Linked DNA regions of Mus musculus: regions 1 and 2 are each linked to region 3. The links are chromatin contacts, called in public HiChIP or PLAC-seq and promoter capture Hi-C maps. All regions are on one chromosome and are shown on one strand. The core of a region is the stretch at or near the end of the contact, and the rest is flanking DNA. Distances in the headings are between cores, read along the strand shown. Region 1 overlaps Zan (zonadhesin). Region 2 holds the start of Vgf (VGF nerve growth factor inducible). Region 3 has its middle 19 kb from the start of Ache.

What was found. HiChIP or PLAC-seq counts read pairs in DNA pulled down with a chosen protein or histone mark. Capture Hi-C pulls out chosen DNA fragments and counts their contacts.
Region 1: a contact with region 3 is called in a promoter capture Hi-C map of adipose tissue. The contact joins two enhancer-like sites. A contact is called at or near these places in 5 of 39 promoter capture datasets (embryonic stem cells, liver, second pharyngeal arch cranial neural crest and 2 more), 1 of 484 Hi-C or Micro-C datasets (nephron progenitors), 3 of 115 datasets of contacts at active chromatin or transcription factors (embryonic stem cells and pancreatic cancer cells) and 3 of 9 other capture datasets (adipose tissue, embryonic stem cells and liver).
Region 2: a contact with region 3 is called in an H3K4me3 HiChIP or PLAC-seq map of embryonic stem cells, with 21 read pairs. The contact joins the promoter of Vgf here to the enhancer-like site in region 3. A contact is called at or near these places in 11 of 115 datasets of contacts at active chromatin or transcription factors (bone marrow-derived macrophages, embryonic basal ganglia, embryonic forebrain and 8 more).

Annotation. Positions count from the first base shown.
Region 1 is chr5:137,402,702-137,405,760 of GRCm38.p6, forward strand. Zan (zonadhesin) reads right to left here. Exons shown (of 88, transcript NM_011741.2): 62 at 2,564-2,781; 63 at 920-1,109; 64 at 329-546. Among named protein-coding and RNA genes, the nearest start is that of Ephb4, 54 kb to the left of the region's middle. Within about 2 kb of position 1,805, at least 6 of the 459 cell types and tissues checked have an H3K27ac peak or open chromatin away from gene starts, as enhancers often do. A contact at or near this core is called in adipose tissue, where this site is marked.
Region 2 is chr5:137,028,526-137,031,647 of GRCm38.p6, forward strand. Vgf (VGF nerve growth factor inducible) reads left to right here and starts at 1,770. Exons shown (of 2, transcript NM_001039385.1): 1 at 1,770-1,936; 2 at 2,441-3,122. The coding sequence starts at 2,461.
Region 3 is chr5:137,267,445-137,270,532 of GRCm38.p6, forward strand. No RefSeq gene overlaps it. Among named protein-coding and RNA genes, the nearest start is that of Ache, 19 kb to the right of the region's middle. Within about 2 kb of position 1,352, at least 48 of the 459 cell types and tissues checked have an H3K27ac peak or open chromatin away from gene starts, as enhancers often do. A contact at or near this core is called in adipose tissue and embryonic stem cells, where this site is marked.

The DNA.
Region 1 (3,059 bases), core at 555-3,054, 140 kb after region 3:
CTTTTATAAATCTTAGTGTGTGAGTCTTCTCATGTATGCTAGTTTTTGGAGTATTTGTACATGTATGTCTGAAGGTCAGACTATAATCTGGGGCCATGCTCCTCACCCCTATCTTGTATTGAGAGGGTGTTTGTTTTGGTCTCTGTCTAATCACAAGACTAGCTAGCCTGGGGTTCTCTTGTCTCCAAGTAGAAGCTAGAGGTAGCTATGACGAGCTTACATAGGTTCTGAGGATTCAAAGTCAGGCCCTCACACTTGCAAGGCAACATTTTAGCCAGTGAGCCATCTCCTCAGCCACCCACCAACCCCACTCTCCGAGTCCACTCACGGGAATGAGGCCACCTTGGGTGTCCTTGCAGCCACACTGAATTCGGAGCACACACTTATCGTTATTTAACAAGTAGCCGGGTTGACAGATACAGCCCTTCTTGCAGACCGAGGGGGCTTTGAAGTTGGATTCCACGCAGCTGCCATCCAGGTTGGAGCAGGAAGGTGGACAGGAGGGAAGGCAGCTGGTGAAGTGGCTGTGAGCTGGGCACTGCAGAGCTGTGGGGGGCAGAGAGGGTAGAGTTAATGAGGAGACCCAAGAGAGCTGAGGTTAGAGAAAGCGAAGACAGCAAGAGGAGCAGCAGAACTGTAGGCCTTGTTTTCCTTTTGTTATTCATTTAGGGAACATTTACTGAGCGTGGGCTTTTTTAGCCAAGCCCTGCGGAAGAAGGTATGAAAACTGATTTTTAGTAAGTGTGGGAGACTAAAAATGATGTCTCTCTCAAGTCAGCATGGGAGACTAACCATGGGAGATTTAAAGTAGGAAAGGGCCCAGCCCAGCCCAGAGCAGGGTGTCCAGGATTCCTCTCCACTGTGGGACCTCCTATCACCAACCTCCAAGATCAGAGGACTAAGCTCCTTCATGCCCTACCTCTGATCCCTCCAGCCATGAGCACACCGTCCCCCATGGCTCCCTTATGGATTTTGGTGCAGTTGCTGCTGCCGTCACCACTGTCTTTGCAGTAAGTCCCCAAGGGACACTGGAAATTCTGGCACTGAACAGCCCCTCCTGTGCAGGCACAGCTCTGGGTACAGTCCTTGGAGGTCCAGGTCTTGCCTGCCTGTGGAAGTCACAGGAAAAGAGAGTGTCCTAGAGAGACAGACTCACCTCCTGTCGAAAGTAGTTGCATTTGCCCTCTGTCTACAGGTTTTACAACAATTGAGTCAAACAGCTAGAGATGGAAAATACTGAAAAAAAAAGACTATATCTAGGGCAAATGAGTTAGCTCCGTGGTAGAATATCCATGTAGAATCCCCCAGTGAGAGACTAGTAATATGTCTCAGTGGGAGAGCTCCTGCCTAGAATACCCACAGTGAGGGGCTGGGCGTGGCTCAGTGGTAGAACACAGGCCTACAATGCTCAGAAGGGATTCTAAGCAAGGCTTAGTCACAGCTAACTTGCACAGTCATTATTGAGAGGCCAGGTACATGGCTCAGTTGTAGAGTTCTTGCCCAGCAAGTGCCAGGCCCTGACCAAGTTTCAAACTCAAGGGCCAGCCAGAGACGCAAGCCAAGACACATGAGGTCAGAGGACAACTTGTGTGAGCCAGTTCTTTCCTTCCACCATGTGGGTCTTGCTGATCAAACTTGGGTGTTCAGGCTTGAGAGCAAGTGTCCTTTTGGAGCCATTCCTTGGCTCCTAGCTTTGTAAAACGTAATCTTTACTTAAAAATTAATTATGTAGCAGCTTGTGTGCCTATGCTAATTATGTACTCTGCATTTAGGTTAAAGGAAGCCTGTCCCTAGTTGGCTTTGATTGGGAAATAAAGTTGTCATTGGCCAATAGCTGGGAAGGGAGAGAGAGGAGGGAATTTAAGGATTCCAAGGCAAAAGGCAGGAGAAGAGAATTGAGGTCCGCCATGAGAGGGGCATAGGACGGACCATGTAATGAAAGAGCAGGGGGGTGAGATGACCAAAATATTGGTGCAAAGGGAAAGCGGCCCCATGGGAGGGCTGTCCAGAAGGAACAGGGGGGGGGGCAGTAAAGATAAAATATAGATTTAGAAAGGGTTAACTCAGGAATATTGAAGGGCAGTGTATTAGCTGTGGGGACGGGGTGGGGTGGTGGTAGGATGGAGAGGGTTGGAAGTGCCCAGCCATTGAGCTAGGTAAGGCATATTAAAAATAATCTGGTGTGTGTGTGTGTGTGTGTGTGTGTGTGTGTGTGTGTGTGTGTGTTCCATTCTTGAATGCAGAGCTCTTAGGTGGATGCAGAGCCCTGCATGCCTCCACCTGAAGACAGAGCCAGGAGATAGAGCAGTTTAAGTAGAGGAGAAGCAGTCAGAGTGTTGATTGGGTCTCACTTTCTCCAGCTTGTACTGAGACGGGGTCTCCTCGTCTCTTGTTTCATTGTTGCTAGTCTTCCCAGTGAACACCTGGCCAGCCACCTTGCCAGCTTCTGGGGATTCCAAGCCCAGCTTAATGTGGGCACCTGGGATTTAAACTTGGAGCCTTGCCCTTGCACAGCAAGCACTTGGTCACCAAGCCATCTTCCCCGCTTCCCGCACCCACTCACCGGAACAAGGCCACCCTCAGCATCTTTGCAGTCGCAGTGAGTTTGGAGCACACACTTGCCATTATTCAAGAAGTAGCCAGGTTGACAGAGGCAGCCCTCCTTGCAGGTGGAAGGGACTTTGGGGCTGGTCTGCTCACAGCTGCCATCCAGGTTGGCACAGGAAGGTGGACAGGAGGGAAGGCAGCTGGTGAAGTGGCTGTGAGCTGGGCACTGCAGAGCTGTGGGGCAGGAAAAGCATAGTTAGTGGAAAAGATGAGAGGCAGGCCAGGTCTATAGGAGCCAGGTTAGGGAAAATGAAGGAAGCCTTGGGGCTCCCCCGCCACACTTTTATTGTTCGTTCCAGAAACATTTGTTTGCTGAGCATGGCTCTCGTGACAAGTACGTATTAGAAGAATGTATAAAGAATGAAATCTCCCAAGTGAATATGGGAAGCCACCCATCGGGAGACTAACACTCAGAAGAGACGCGGCTGTGGTACTACAGAATCCACCCCTAC
Region 2 (3,122 bases), core at 520-3,019, 240 kb before region 3:
CAGGTTCTTTTCCTTCCATCCCCCTGTCCCCATCTCTCTTCTCTTTCCTCTCTCACCCCACCTTTTCTCTGCAGAGCTGATGGGGTTTCTTCTGGGAAAGTCAAGCCACTGATGGAAGGGAGAAGCCACTGCTGGTTATAGAGAGAAAGCACGTGAGTGTGTGTGTGTGTGTGTGTGTGTGTGTGTGTGTGCCCGCGCGCGCGCCCTCGCGCGTGCACGAGCTAGGGGCTTAAAATGAGGGTCAGTAACAGGATGGTATGAGGGGGCTGACTCTGAAAGAGGTTCTGAGACCCTCCAGATGCCCTCCCCATTCTGGTTTCCAAAGTGTCAGGGTGCGGGGGGGCTTTGCGTGTGCCTATAAGCACCCCTGTGTCCGCAGTCCTTGTGTGTCTGGTGTGTGTCATTGTCCCCCCCCTTTCCCTGCCCACGCCCCCGCACTGCTCTCCGCCTGCACCGCAGCCCCCTCCAGCCTTCCTCCCTCCCCTTCATTCCTGCAGTAGCAGCTCCCGGGGCCACCTTTCCCTCTCCTCTACCCCCTCCCCATTTCCGTCCTCCCATCCCACCCCCGCCCACGTCTGGTCTCCCTTCACTGGACCCGGCTGGCTGATAGATTTTCTGCGCAATCTCTGCGTCATCGCCCCCCACTCCCGGAACCTCTAACTGTCCAAGCCCCCAGCCCCAACCCCTCTGGGCAGGAGATACGGTCGAAGGGTCTGATGGCTGAGAGGGTCCATCTCTGACGTTGCAATTCACCCCCCCCCCCCGGTCGCGTTCAGACCTCCCCTTTAAGCGGTAGAGAGAAATGGAGTTGAGTCACCCTCTCCACCTGCTCAACCCCCTCCCCACCTGGTCTGCTCTCGCCCTCCAAATGTCCTTGGGTGGGGGCTGTGGGGGAGAGGGAGACAGGCTGAAGGGTGTGGGAGAGTTGGATTAAAAGGGGGCACAACAGGAACCCCCTAACAGCCACAGCAGAGCCCGCTGGCCAGAAGGACAGACACACCTTTTTTTCCCCAACCCCTTCAGACACGAACTGGTTTGAACAGACACGACCCAAAGGCACACACATCGTCAATCTTTCCCTTTTCTCTCTCGACTAGGACCCTTTCCAAGGTGATTACCCAAACCGCAAGATCCACCCATCTGCGCTGACCCTGGGCGGGCATCCCGCACCGCAAATCCACCCCCTCCTCTCAGGTTCAAGTTGTCCTTGGGCGTGCTCCCTATAGACCATACTGTGGCGGAGTAGGGAGCCAGGCCCCTTCCCCTTTCAAACCCTTACCGTCCCCCCATCCAGTACTGATCTTTTACTGGCGCCCAATTAGATGCTGGCGGTGCCCTCTTCCTATTCTGCTCAGCAACGCAGGCTCCGCGCCGCAAGTGCTTTGTAACCCACCCTCCCGCCTTCTGGTTCCTCTGTACCCACCCTTCCATTCATTTTTACATTCATTCATTCATCCTTTTCTCCTCGTCCCTCCTTCATTCATTCATAGCCCCCTGCCCCGCCCGCCTCGACATTTCATTCATTCATTCATTCATTCATTTCCCGGAGCTCGGCTAGCGCACGCCCCTCTAGCCGAGGGCCCTACTGCGCAGGTGCAGGCCGGGAGCGACGCTTATCCTCCAATCATTGGACTTTCACCGTCCACCAGACACCCGCCCGCTTCCCCATGAATGAACATTGACGTCAATGGGGCGGGGCTATCCCACGTGACCCCGCGCGCTCCCCTTTATAAGGCAGAGGCGGCGCGGGCGCTGTCCAGCGTGCTGAAGCCGGAGCGAGAGCGCTGTTGCTGACCCAGCTGAGCCCAGCTTCTAGGACGCCAGCCCTCGACCATCGCTCATACTCCAGCCACGGAACAGAGCCAAGGCGGACCGGTCCCGACTTTCCCCCTGCCCCGACCCTCCTCTCCACCTCCCGCCGTCGTGACACCGGCTGGTAAATACTCCGCTGTCCATCCCTCCAACCCTCTTCACTCGTGGGCGTGAAGGGAGGATTTTCTTTCCATATGGGGTATTGAGAGCATAGCGGTGTGCCCCCGGGAAGGGTCTTTGGTAAAAGGGGAGTCTCTGCTTTTTTGTCGCTGATGAAGTCACCCACGCACCATCCGGGGAGTCCTGTGGGGAGGGAACAGATCCCCCCTCCCGCTTATCATTGCTGCTTAGTACGCGGGCGCTGGCTGAGAGATGACTTAGGGAAGGGGGCGACAGGAGGTACTGGGTACCCAGAAGGAGGATTGCGGGCGTTCTCTGCCCATTTGCACGACCCCAGAGATCGCCACATCTTTCTTGTTCTCTGCTAAACGTTTCTTTTCGGGTAAGGTTAGAGAAATGAGGGAAACCCCGGATTTCCTGCTTAAAGGTGGGGGGAGGGAAAGCAGAAATAGAAAGCGGGGAGTTCTTATAGAAATCCTCTATTTCTTTGATTTCTTCTATTTTTCAGTCTCTGGCAGCCCGTTGGTCATGAAAACCTTCACGTTGCCGGCATCCGTCCTCTTCTGCTTCCTTCTACTGATCCAGGGGTTGGGAGCAGCGCCCCCCGGGCGCCCCGATGTTTTTCCTCCTCCCCTCAGCTCTGAGCATAATGGGCAGGTAGCTGAGGACGCAGTGTCCCGGCCAAAGGATGACGGCGTACCAGAGGTCCGAGCTGCTCGGAATCCCGAGCCTCAGGACCAGGGAGAGCTCTTCCAGGGCGTGGATCCCCGGGCGCTGGCCTCGGTACTGTTGCAGGCACTGGACCGTCCGGCCTCGCCCCCGTCGGTCCCGGGAGGTTCCCAGCAGGGAACACCCGAAGAAGCAGCAGAAGCTCTGCTGACCGAGTCCGTGCGCAGTCAGACCCATAGCCTCCCGGCACCAGAAATCCAAGCGCCCGCTGTGGCCCCCCCTCGCCCTCAGACTCAGGACCGCGATCCCGAGGAGGACGACCGCTCAGAAGAGCTGGAGGCGCTAGCATCCTTGCTCCAAGAACTTCGAGATTTCAGTCCGAGCAATGCTAAGCGCCAACAAGAGACGGCGGCAGCAGAGACTGAAACCCGCACGCACACGCTGACCCGAGTCAATCTGGAGAGCCCCGGGCCAGAGCGCGTGTGGCGCGCTTCCTGGGGAGAGTTCCAGGCGCGCGTTCC
Region 3 (3,088 bases), core at 102-2,601:
ATGAAGATTCCCCAGCTGGGTCCCTGTCTGCTAAAGCTGTCGCCTGCAGGGGACGCTGGAGTGCTCTGCAGTTGGGCTGTAGCAGAAACAAACACTAAAGGTCAGAAAGGAGGGAGGAAAAAGGAACTGGGGGTCCTTAGGTGTGAGCCCCACACTTTATAGTCTTGGGGCAGCGCTATTTTTTTTTCTCCCTTTGCTCGTTTACCCCTCCCTTTGGGGAAGGGGATGCTGGTGCTCCAGCCGGGAGCCTCTCCTGCACACTGGGTAAGCACCATGCCCTGATAACCACTGTGCCTCTCCAGCCTGGGAGATCCTGGGAGAAAAGCAAGGCAGGCTTTGAGGTTCCCCAAGGCGAGGTGAGCAGCAAAAGGCAGAGTGGAGAGGAGAGAAAGGGGGAGAGAGGAAAGAGGAAAGAGAGAGAGGAGGAGGAGAGGGCAGGAAAGAGAGAAACAGAAGCAGGGATAGGAAGGTGAGGAAGGAGAAGGTGGCAGTAGTGATGATGATGATGATGATGGTGATGGTGATGGTGATGGTGATGATGATGTGATGGTGATGATGGTGGTGGTGGTGATGGTGGTGATGGTGATGATGGTGGTGGTGGTGGTGGTGGTGGTGATGGTGGTGATGGTGATGGTGGTGGTGGTGGTGGTGGTGGTGGTGGTGGTGGTGGTGATGGTGGTGGTGGTGAATGACGATAAAAAGAGCAAAGGTGTCAGGACAAGGAGGAAGAATTCCCCCTGAAAGGGGCTCGGGAGTTGAGGGTAGACTGAGGAGTGCTGGCAGCTGCAGAGAGGGGAGACAGACAGCAAGCAGAGTCCAAGCAGCATTGTCAGCCAGCTGCTGCCCCCAGGATGCAGGTGTAGGCATCAGAAGCCTGCGGCTTCTCTCCTCCCCTTCTAGCCTCGACAGCCAGAGATGGGAGAGACCCCTCTTCCTGCTCTGCAGGCCTCACAGCCAACCCCGCCCCGCCCCACCCCGCCCATCCTTGATCAGGAGTCCCGAGGGTCTCACCAGCCCCTCTCTCACTGCAGCTCCCCCCTCACCTGCTTCCCCAGGGGAGGCTCTGAGGAGCCAAAGGAGACTGAGCAGCAACATAGACGTCAGCAGGCTGGGAGCAGAACCGGATCCAGAGCCGGGGGGGTGGGGTGGGGGGTGGAAGCTGTGAGCCGTGGATCCTGGCCCCAACGCGGTGCACTGGCTTTCTGCCCTGCCAGGAATGAAAACAGAACAATTTCACCTTTGAGCTGCGCAGCCTCCCTCTCTTCTCCCCGCTACCCGGACATCAGTGCTGTAGAAAGGGAGGGAACAGGAAGCTAGGGCAGGCCTACTAGGGGCCAGGTGGGAGAGCCCCACCCTTGGCCTTCCTGTCCCCCATGACTCCATCCTTTCCAAGGACTCCGCCTTCCTCCCCTGCCTCCTGTAGACAAAGGACCAGAACAAAGCCCTGTCAGCCTTTCAGCTTTGCTTCAAGTCCCCTCGACCCTCTGTCCACAGCTGTGGGACTCAGACTGTGACTCCACGGGGAATAACGCAGAATTTAACCTAAGTCTTTTCACTATCAGAAGAACTGGACTGGGTCCCAGGAAGGGAAGACAGCTAGCCACCGGGACAAAAATGCTGCTTTAGTGTGGAAGGCAATGGCGGGAGGGTTCAAGTCTCTCAGAGCCCATAGGCAAGACAGTGCGAGGCCTGTAACAACCAGGGCTGGGGAGACAGACAGGCAGGTCCCAGGGGCTCACTGGGTAGCTCGCCTCACCAATGTGGGAACTCCAGATCAGTGAGAGACCTTGTCTGGAAAAATAAGGTAGGAAGTGAAGAAGTGAGAGTTGGAGTTGGAGGTGAGGGGATGGGGAGGGAGGAAGTGGGGGTGGGGAGGGGCGGTGTGTTACGAACACACATACACGCATACACGCATGCACACACACACAAAATAATTAAAAAGGACACATACAAGATTTGGGGGGTTGTCTTTGGGAGAGGGAGAGATGTGTGGGAGGAGGAAGAGACAAGAGTACAGTGGAAGATCTACAAAGTACACTCCTCAGCAGATAGACCATCAACCACATACAAAGTGTACAAGAACACAGTTTTCAAAAGAAAAACAGAAGATGATTTGATTTTTTAAAAAAAAAATTTGGGTAGCACTGGGGATCAAACCCTGGGGCATCCGGAATGCTTGCAAGCACTTTACCACTGAGCTGAATAGCCCCAGTCCGTCTAGCGTGATTCTGAATTGGTTGGGAGACAGCTGAGCAAGTAAGAGTGGGTAGTGCTCTGTGGAGGACCAAGTAAGAACAGGTACTGCTCTGTGGAGGACCAAGTAAGAGCGGGTACTGCTCTGTGGAGGACCAAGTAAGAGCAGGTAGTGCTCTGTGGAGGACCAAGTAAGAGCGGGTAGTGCTCTGTGGAGGACCAAGTAAGAGCGGGTAGTGCTCCTTGGAGGACCAAGTAAGAGCGGGTACTGCTCTGTGGAGGACCAAGTAAGAGCGGGTACTGCTCTGTGGAGGACCAAGTAAGAGCGAGTACTGCTCTGTGGAGGACCAAGTAAGAGCGGGTAGTGCTCTGTGGAGGACCCTGGTTTGCTCCACCACACCTGTATGAGTTGGCTCATGGCCATCTGTAACTTCAGTTCCAGTGGATCTGTAGCCCTCCTCTGACCTCTAAGGACTCCTGCATGGATATGGTGCACATATGTTCACTCAGATACATATGTGCACCTTGTTAAATAATCCCGTTCCCCACAGCCTCCTACCCACCCTCTTCTCTGTTCAGGCACGCATTTCCACAGATGTCTGTTGCCCTCTGGTTAATTACGGCTCTAGTTTAAAAAAAAATGGCAGCAACCCAAGTTGGGTTATGGCCACTCTGCAATGAGAGCTGGGTGTGCAGTGATTGTATAGCCTGCTCCAGACCCTTGGTTCAACCGTGGTGTGGGTTGGTGGGTGGGGGAGGGTACCACCAGGAAATCATAGAATAGTCACACTGTGGACTACCATGCTCAACTCAGAAAGAAAAGGCATGAACACCAGGTGTGTGGCACATATGCTGTCTTGGGAGGTGGAGGCAGGAGGATTGTGAGTTCCAGACA